Linked DNA regions of Hordeum vulgare: region 1 is linked to region 2. Evidence: chromatin contacts called from public Hi-C data. All regions are on one chromosome and are shown on one strand. The core of a region is the stretch at or near the end of the contact, and the rest is flanking DNA. Distances in the headings are between cores, read along the strand shown.

Region 1 (5,138 bases), core at 1,919-4,418, 240 kb before region 2:
AAAATGCAGTAGGGATGGGCATCTGGTTTATTTAGTAAAGCCCATAGAAATAGCAACAAACCAAAAAAAAGGAGACACCAAACCTAATAAGCAATTTATATAGGTCCATTTTTTGCGGGGGGTTTATATAGGTCCTGTAACCCATTTATATAGGTCCTGTCATCCGTGTATGCAGAACCAATTTATATAGGTCTTGTCATCTGTTTTCGGTTAAGCAACTAATTCACAACATCAAAATAGCAGTTCAGCTGCTTTCGCAATCAGTAAAACAGTAGCAGAACATCAGCTCAGGGAGTATATCAGCAGCACAAACACAAAGGCCTATATGTGGAGGAGCACCAGGGCCAAGGAAATGAATGGACGCAACTATGCTGGGGCATAGATGTGCCAGAGCTAAGAAGGTGTACGAGTCCCTCCACGAGGGCAGAGAGAATGGAGCAACTATGGCTAGATTCCTGGGAGTTAAGGTTGGTTTGGGAATGTGAATTGTATGATGAGTCATGGGTTAGATTGGGCCTTATGCCAGTGGTTTGGGATATGATAGGTTGGGGTCGGCATTAAATAATTCATGGATGAGATTGGACTTTATGCCAGCAGCCGGCAACATGATGCACGTAGCTATTTTCTTCTTTATAAGGACTTAATACTGCAAAATGAAAATAAAAGAATTTCGATCTGTTGAGTATGGTCTTCCAGACACCTTGGCATGGGAAAGCTCTTGGTATCGTCAATTAACTTGCTAAGTAAAACACTGCCAATAAGTAAAATGGGTGTGTACTAAGTATTTGTAATGGAAAGAAATATGCAACTGAACCTCTAAAACATATAATGCTAAAGAAAGGGAGCACCAAAGACAACATTAACATCTAACGCATAGTTGCACACCAATCAATTAAAAAATCACATACTTGCGCCATTTTGTTTCCTCTTCATTAGTGACTTCATCATCAGGGCTGATCCTGTGCTGTAATATATTGATTATGTCTGCCAACAAGAAATAAATAAATGTTAACACAAGAGTACTTGAAGCTGCAACAAAGTGAAGGACATGAATTGCAAAAGAAACTTGTAGGTAACAAGCGTAACCTGTAGAATCAACCAGATGTTCACCATCTACCGTCAATATTGGGACCTTCTTGTACTCAGACCACTTGATTTCCTTTTTGCTCAGTGGATTAACTTCCACAACTTTGTAGGGTATATCATGATAGTCTAGGAAAGCTAAACAAAGCCAATAGAAAACAGTTAAGACTCAAGGTGATTGTGCAGAACACAGGCAGTAATATGTCAGAACAACCTACAAGTCTCTAGCAATCAACTTCAAATATTTTGAAATTCTGAATCACCAGTACTCCTTTGAAATGTCAAAACAAAAATCCTGACCATTATAAAAATGCAATAACGAAATTAGTGCATCCAGTTTCAAAACTTAGTTATCCAATTATATTTAACTGAACTTAGATGATTTGCAAGTTTCTCTAACCAATCCATACCAGCATAAAAATCTCGAAAGTATAAAACAAGCTGCCTCAGCCCAATACGTGGAACCATTTCAAAAATGCTTTCTCAATAGCAGGGGACATTTTCTTGCTTAATATCAATAGCTTTCGCATCAGATCTTTATAGTGGTACTTTCCATACAAGAATACCAGACTCAATTTCTGAACTGAACTAGGACTCTTTACCTAACTCTACTGATACTCTTTACAACAGAAAGCCAAATCCTACCGGACAACATATGCACCAAGCTGCCACATAAATAGGGCTGCAGCCTGGGCCTTGGCCTAACACATAAAAATACCATATGGGAGTGCTGTAGCTGAGGTTGGCAGGCCCACCACAGGGGAAGGAGAAAAGATGGTCTGTGTATAACGAGAAAGGGTTAAAATGCACGTGCTTATAAAAGGTTGTCCTCCTGACATTCCAATCTAGTCTCCAGCTAATAAATACAGGGATAAGACCCTATCACTAACATACAAACAAAAAACTGAAGATTTACAATTACAATAATCCTTAGTAATGCATAGATAATGCATATATCTCTGTCTAAATTAGCTTTATGTACCCTCTTCTTGTACATATACAAACATCCCAAAAGATAGGAATGTCTACTGCTTTCCCCAAAAAAACTATGTTTTAGTTATGATGATGAATCAACATAGCTTCATATCTTTTTGCGGCTCTTGAGTGTAGTAGAAATATTTTTCAAGCATAATGTTTGCATTGCTTGGATGAATACAGTATGATTGCAGACAAGCACAACTAATGGTCTCAAACAAGCACAATTGATGATTTCAAACAAGAATAACACAATACTTATTGATCTTGAACCATGCCAATACACGCAGAAATGGCACCAGATGGGACCACCAGGTCAGAAAGCATTCTACATTTGCCAATTATAAAGCCATACAAGCAGAGATGAATAACTCTATAGGTGCTTAGCCATAGATTTCCCCAACAGCCCTTTAGTCTCTAGCAGGAGCAGAAATAATATGTTGACAAGCTCCGATTACAGTCCAATTCGATCCGATGAGAACAAATTCTTCTAACCAACATACAAATCTACCCTAATACACTACAAAATCGTACTCTAGATTTTAAAGCCATGCCAACTCTGATCGAATCTGTCAGCGCAACGGGATCTCGCCATTTTCTAAAGAGCCGAGGCGCGAATCGAAAAAATGCTAGCACTAAGGCAGCGTCAATCAATATGGATCCGAGGGAGCAATTGGGGAGCAACCTCACCTCTGACCTTGTTGCAGAAGGGGCAGGCCTGGTACTGGTAGAGCACGACGTTCCGGGGCAGCAGATCCGAGGGCAGCCGCTCCTTGGCCTGCACCTCGGCCACCGCCACCGTGGCGAACGTCAGGGAGAAGGAGACCGCGCCGGCGATCCCGGCCCGGGACGACGGCCCCGGGCAGGGCGTCGGCGTAGGCGGCGGCGGCGGGGCGTTGCCCCAGCGCCCGGCCGCGGCGGGGGAGGCCGCGGCGGCGTGGAGCGCGCGCGAGGAGAGGAGGAACGAGCGGGAGGCGAGCAGGGTCTGCGCCGCGCGGAGCGACCTCATCGTGGCCCTAGGGTTTCGCCGGAGGAGCGGCCGCCTCGTCGGCGTCGGGGGTGGGAGGGGGGTGGGGAGGGGCTTCGCGTCTCGGCCTGGATGGAGCTGGAAGATGCCTAAAACCCTGGGTTTAAAATTATAATTTAATCCCCCAATTGAAAGAAAACAGTTTTACAGTTTGTTCCTTCAGTTATGAATAAATTACGTCATGTTATGGGAATGGAGCTGAGTCGGGGGCAGGTGCGAATAGCTTGATTGTGAGGGACCTCTCTGTTTTTTTCTCTGTAGCAGCGGGTACTTCTTGCGGGAGAAGAAAGGGAGGGCGTGAATGTTATCGACGGAAGTATGGAAGTGTACCCTCACTGACACGTGGGCCTGTGGCGTGTTCGCGGCCCATCTGTCAGCTGGAATAACGGAGTGTACGTGTCGTATTAAAAGGTTGTGGAGAATGGGGGCTCGAGTGGCTACGACCGGCTGAACGTGACAACGCGCGCGCGGCCAACTTTGGAACACATAGCTTTGGTGAACACCACGATTTCCCCTCAACGCTTTATTAGCATCAACATATCTTCTACTATCTTCTATTCTTAAATAGTTGTAACCCACTATCTATTTTTTCTTCTCATGCAATCATGCCACATCATCAAGTCATGCATTTAGTTATAAATACTTATTTTCCATAAGTTATAATGTGTGCACTAATGTACACGTTATTTCACTAATTTTTGTCATGGACATAAGCGGTATATACTTTAGCGCAAATATATGTAGATCATGTTACACTTTTTTATGCATCTCCTTGTCAAATGCTTCATGTGAGTTATTATTCTTAAAATATAAAACGAGAGCAATCATAATATTTTTTTTAGCAAATAGTTTTTGTTTATCAACACCTATTTATATATCTATTTATCATGTTTTCCGCAGCAACGCGCGGGGCATCATCTAGTTTCTTTTGCTTGCGGTGTCTTTTCTTTGCGAGGGTAAAAAGTGTTTTATTCGAGAGTTATAGGATTAAAAGCATGCGATGTATGAATCTCAAACGGTACGATAATAAAACAGTCATCACTGAAATGAACTATGTGTACGGTTGATCCCTCAAGCACGATTCATATAAGACTTCGTTGTGCGATATGTGTAATACAGTTAATTCACATGAACTGTTTACGATTAATAACCAAAATAACACAAACGACTCTACGCACATGTATGCGATTGAGGGCATATAGTTTACTTGAATAAACTGTTTGTGATGATCCAGCAGAATACAAACGATTCAGTGTAACAAGATGTATGTGCTACCTGACAAACCGATCAGTAATCAGAATCGTGTGTGAACACCAAAAATAACATACATTATTGTTGCTAACAAGATATGTGTGTTGTAGGCAAAATCTTGGTGGTAAACAATTGTCGACGGTTGATGAAATCATTACCGGCGCTACACAGGGGACGACTGTTTGCTACTCCTTCCTTTCGGGTTTATAGGGTTCATATCAAAAATTTCAGATTTTTATTATATTAGGCTCATTTTGAGTCTAATTGAATTAAAATGCTTTGAGTCTCACGCCATATTTAATTCATAAAGATAAGAAAAAACAAATTAGTGGCTATGCATGCATCTTTTTCTACATGCACCATGCAAGTCCAATGAGAGGAAGGATGCTACATTTATTGCCTCAAAAATAAAATATGTGAGAAATATTTCATTGGCTAGTTAAAACTAGTGCCATCCATTCAAAATTCACCTTGGTTGATGAGATTTTAGATTTGAGCCCTATAAACTGAAAAGGAGAGAGTATCTAATAAAATTGTAGATGTTTTTTTATTATTACCCATATGCCTACGCGTCACCCCGTCCTCCTATCGCAAACATGCAATCATTGTGTTCGTGTCGGAGGATTTTAGTGCACACTTGAGCACCACACGTGTGTTTCGTTTGGCCACACGTCGGCTCGAAGAGGCGTCGGAGTGCCCGTTCCCGCGCAACCATACAGGTTCCCGCACGTAGCCGCGCAAGCTTCCCGCCCGACTAACCAAAATCCCCCCAAAAACCATCCCTACCGAGCTTCCTTCTTTC
Region 2 (4,704 bases), core at 1,996-4,495:
GCCTCACCTACCCCTTCCTCTTATAAATATAAGGGGAGCGGGAGGGCAGCCGTACCCAAGCCTTTGGCGCAACCCTCCCTTTCTTCCTACTCCCTTTTCTCCTCCGGCCGCGATTTCGGTAGCGCTCGTCAAAGACTTGCCGGGATAGCACCATCACCATCACCGTCGCCTCATCGTGCTGCTGGAGATCCCATCTACTACTCCACCCTCGCTCACTGGATCGAGGAGGTGGAGACGTCATCGAACTACACGTGTGTTGAATGCGAAGGTACCATCCGTTCGACGCTAGATCGGGACGGATCATGATTCGATCGTAAAGAAGTACGACTACATCAACTGCGTTATAAACGCTTCCGCTTAACGGTCTACAAGGATACGTAGACACACTCTTCCTGTCGTTATTATGCATCTTCATATATAGATCTTGGGTGTTCGTAGATTTTTTTGTTTTCCATGCTTCGTTTCCCAACAGTTATGACCAACAACATGCATGAACATGGCTACTTGCTCTTCCACAACGTGGATGCTATCTTCTAGCAGCCCTTTTACTGAACGGTTGCACAAGCCCGACGAAAGGAGCTATTTTCATGCAAAGCATCCATAAAGCCTCTATGTCGTTGTAGTTGTAGATGTAGTTCAGATTCTCCATCCTCTCCTTATCCCGGAGTAACATCGGACCATACCGGATGAAAGGCTTCTCTTTCCGATGTACAACTCTCTTATGGACCAACATGATCCAGGCCTGAACCACAGCTATCAGCGATGCTGAAGCTTCGTCCGTTCATCGACAACCTAAGCGATATCCATGATGCGGTCAATGATGGCGCTACCAACCCTAAATGGTCCTAACAGAGGAGGGGGTAGCTTATCAGCTTCGGGGTCGGAAGAGACATGAGGGGACGAGGATGGGCGAACGAAGTCAAAAAAGAAGGGGAGAAGCAGCTGCCGCTGTCGGGGAGTGCTGCTTCCGCCACCAATGCCGCCGTCGTCGTCGCAAACCACAGATTTGAGTCATCGTCACCGTTGGTGCGAATAAGGGAGGATGGATTGTCCTAGAGTTAGGGCTGAGCGAGTTAATGGGATGGTGAGGGTATATTTCACGCTATCCCGCCTCCGTCGATTTCCCCCTACCGCCATCTCCGACCGAATCCCCCCTGCACCACGCCTACGCCGTGTTTTGCTTTTGCGTCCGACTTAGCCGGGCTCACTATAAACTGCTAGTTCGAGCATTTCCGGTGAGCTAGGCTCTTGGGTGCTTTAAGGGTGTGTTCAGTTGGGGGAACCAAGTGGAACGACACGAGCCGGTTCCGTCCCAAAGGCCCATTCACGTGTTTGGATTGACAGAGGAACCGGAACCAGTCGATTCCAGGGAATGACATATTCCCTGGATATGCCGTTCCGCGCGGTCTCTCCAAATCGAACGGACCACGCGGAACCGACCCTTCTCTCGTGCCGCCTCGCCTGCGCGTGTGCTCCGCCGTTGCTTTCCCGCGTGTGTCCTCCACTGCTGCTCGTCCGCGTGCTTCGCCGTCTCTGCAGCTGCTCGCCCGCGTGTGCGGCCGCCGCCGCTCATCCGCGTGCGTCGCTGCCGCCGCCGCTCATCCGCGTGCGTCGCTGCCGCCGCTCAACCGCGTGAGTAGCCGGCTACACCTGCTCGCTTGCGTGCGCGGCCGCCGCTGCTCGTCCGTGTGCGCGGCCGCTACTTCTGCTCTTCCGCATGCATCGCTACCGTCGCTCGTCCACGTCCGCCGCCGCCGCTGCTCGACCGTGTGCGCCGCCGCTCATCCGCGTGCGTCGCTGCCGCCGCCGCTCATCCGCGTGCGTCGCTGCCGCCGCTCAACCGCGTGAGTAGCCGGCTACACCTGCTCGCTTGCGTGCGCGGGCCGCCGCTGCTCGTCCGTGTGCGCGGCCGCTACTGCTCTTCCGCATGCATCGCTACCGTCGCTCGTCCACGTCCGCCGCCGCCGCTGCTCGACCGTGTGCGCCGCCGCCGCTGCCCTGGTGTGGGGTGCTTCTCCGTTCTTCTCCTAAGAACCATTTCATCCTATATTGTTCCATTCTAACCGAACACCAAGATGAAAGACATTTCACTTGGTCCCCAACCGAACACACCCTAAGTTTCATGCCGATGTGAACCAGGCCTCCTTGCACACAATCAAACGGCTCATTTTCTTTTCGTTATGGTCTGGTTGGGCTCTATGCAGCCTACCAAACGCGTCCATTAGACTACCCACAATGAGAGTAACATAGGTAGTAACATAGATGCCACCTAAGCAAGAAATATGATTTGTCAACTAATTAATGAAAAAAGAGAAATTGAGTAACTTAGCATACTAGAAGTAACATATCGGATACCAAGGCAAGATGAGTCTATAGGCTAATAAATGAAAGACTCAATGTTACTACCCCCTTCGTCACAGTTTAAAGGCATGCACGTGTACTTAGATCATCAATTTAACTTATATAAAATATATTGTTTAACATAAAAATTATATCATTACAAAATAGAACATCTAAAGTTTCCAATCATATATATTTTTGTTATATATGCCTCTCATTAAATTGGTCAAATTAACGACCTAGATACATGTGTCAGACTTGTAAACTGAGACCAAGGAAGTACCCCTATGTTACTATTGACTGTGGAGGTAATAACTTAGACTAGTAATATATACTCCCTCTGTCCCAAAATAAGTGACTCAAAAATAACTTAACTTTATACTAAAGTTAGTGTAAATTTAAATCAGTTTTGAGTCACTTATTTTGAAACGAAGGGATTATATGTTACTACTTTTATGTTACTCGTCATTGTGAGTAGTCTTATTGTTATGTACTCTATATATTTTTAGAATTATTCTTTTGGCAAGGAAAACGGAGATGTGAGAAGAAAAAAAGCCGGGGCTCCACTTCCGGTCTCACGGATGCTTGCCACGTATCTCTGAGGTGCACGGCCTATTCCCTCAAGCGAGCGGACGTCCCCAAGAGCTCCCCCGACTCACCAGACCAGACAGGGCCTCCTTCCCGAGCGCGACAGCTAGGGTTACTATCCGCCGCCGGCCGACCCACCGCCACCACCGGTGTCCCTCCGCCGCGTCGCGCCCAGCCGGCCCAAACCTCCGCTGCCCCGCCGCCGGTACAGGATCCCAGGCAGCGCGTCCCTCCGCTGAGCAGCCGCCCCCCACCAGCAGCGCCTCCCTCAATCCCTTCCTCCCAGGAGCAGCCGCCCCCCCCCCCCCCCCCCCCCCCCCCCCCCCCGGAGCTACGCCGGCGACCAGTCCATAGGCAGGTAGCCACCTCCCCTCCCTCTCCCCTCTCCCCTCCACCCCCCTCTCGCATCCTCTGTTCGTTCAGTTTTTTTTCCTGATTTTCGCATTAGATGAGCACTCATGCCTTCACTGCATCGCGCTCGTCAACTGCAGTTGAAATTAGCTCTGATTTAGAGGTGACCATGTTCGTCCAGCGTCTTATTATGCTGATTAGTCTGTCTGACACATCTGCCCACCTCTTTTTAGGTGTCAGTTTCAAATGGTTATCTAGAGGCAAATACATTGAAGGGTCCTCAATGGATTTGAATGCATCACCGTTGCCCGAGGACGATGACCAGGGTTATGAAGAGCCAGTTGAGCTTGATTTCGGACAGGATGAAGATCATGTCGAGTCTGCTGTTGAGATAATGAGAAGGGTAAATAAAATCCTCTCTTCTGGCCATAAAATGAATTACACAGTTGATTGCTTTTGTTCTTCGGTGGTGATACTGGTAAACTGCAAGATATATGCATATAATATAATTGATGGTGTAATTAGCAGCATCAGCGAAGGTCCTCCTTGAGTCGATGGCATGGTTTTGAACTTTTGTCGTTTGTAACTACAGTACATGTGACATTACGTTTTAAGCGGCATGTTAGGCTATAATAACTCGCAATATAAGGACCATGATATTGTCTCTTTTGAAGATAACCATGCCATCATGTTACTTTTATTGCTAGCCATGCAGCATTGGTTTTCATGCTTTTGGTTTATGTTTCTTTCAGCTTATGTAGTTCTTGGATCTGGTTGTGGCCTATGGCAAGAGCGAAGGTGTTCTTTCCACCACCTGTATTCGGTCTTTAGGACACAGCCTGTCATATTTAATCTGACCACACATTCATGCATGTTAAGTGGGACAGCGTGCGGTCACGTCAAGTGGGGTGTCCAGTATTTTCTTCTTGTGTGTACAAGATGTCAATGTGTGTATGTGTGTTTGTGTGTGTGTGTGCGTGCGCGCGTACTTGTGTCGTATGTGTCCCTCTTTGTATTTTTCCCTCAAAAAGCTCACGTGGCTCTATTTGTTACTCCCTCCGTTCACAAATATAAGATGTTCTAACTGTTTCTGAATCGAATGTATATAGACACATTTTAGCGTGTTTGTTCACTCATTTCAGTCCGTATGTAGTCCATATTGAAATATACGAAACATCTTATATTTGTGAACAAGAGGGAGTATTAAATTAAGTTGTTTGGTGTTCTATAAAACAGCAAAGGTGCAAAGTGGAATATAAATAATTCTGGTCTTCCGTTGGTACCCGTTTTTATGTTGTGCTTACCGGATTTCATAGGAACGAGAAGAACGACGCAGAAAGTTAAAGAGAGACCAACCAGATGAGGGATCAAGGCCACGACCACAACAGGTTAGGAATGATCATGTGACCCAAAACAAGATTGGTG

What was found. A called contact is a pair of places that touch in the nucleus more often than the background predicts.
Region 1: a Hi-C map of seedling shows a contact between it and region 2, with 1.7 times the contacts expected there. The contact joins the promoter of LOC123424530 here to the promoter of LOC123424528 in region 2. A contact is called at or near these places in 2 of 6 Hi-C or Micro-C datasets (seedling and an unstated tissue) and 1 of 1 datasets of contacts at active chromatin or transcription factors (embryo).

What each region holds. Positions count from the first base shown.
Region 1 is chr2H:19,556,276-19,561,413 of MorexV3_pseudomolecules_assembly, reverse strand. It overlaps LOC123424530 (prostaglandin E synthase 2), which reads right to left and starts at 3,168. Exons shown (of 6, transcript XM_045108159.1): 1 at 2,749-3,168; 2 at 1,087-1,221; 3 at 909-984. The coding sequence starts at 3,067.
Region 2 is chr2H:19,321,079-19,325,782 of MorexV3_pseudomolecules_assembly, reverse strand. LOC123424528 (mRNA-capping enzyme-like) reads left to right here and starts at 3,245. Exons shown (of 18, transcript XM_045108157.1): 1 at 3,245-3,286; 2 at 3,513-3,682; 3 at 4,596-4,704. The coding sequence starts at 3,563.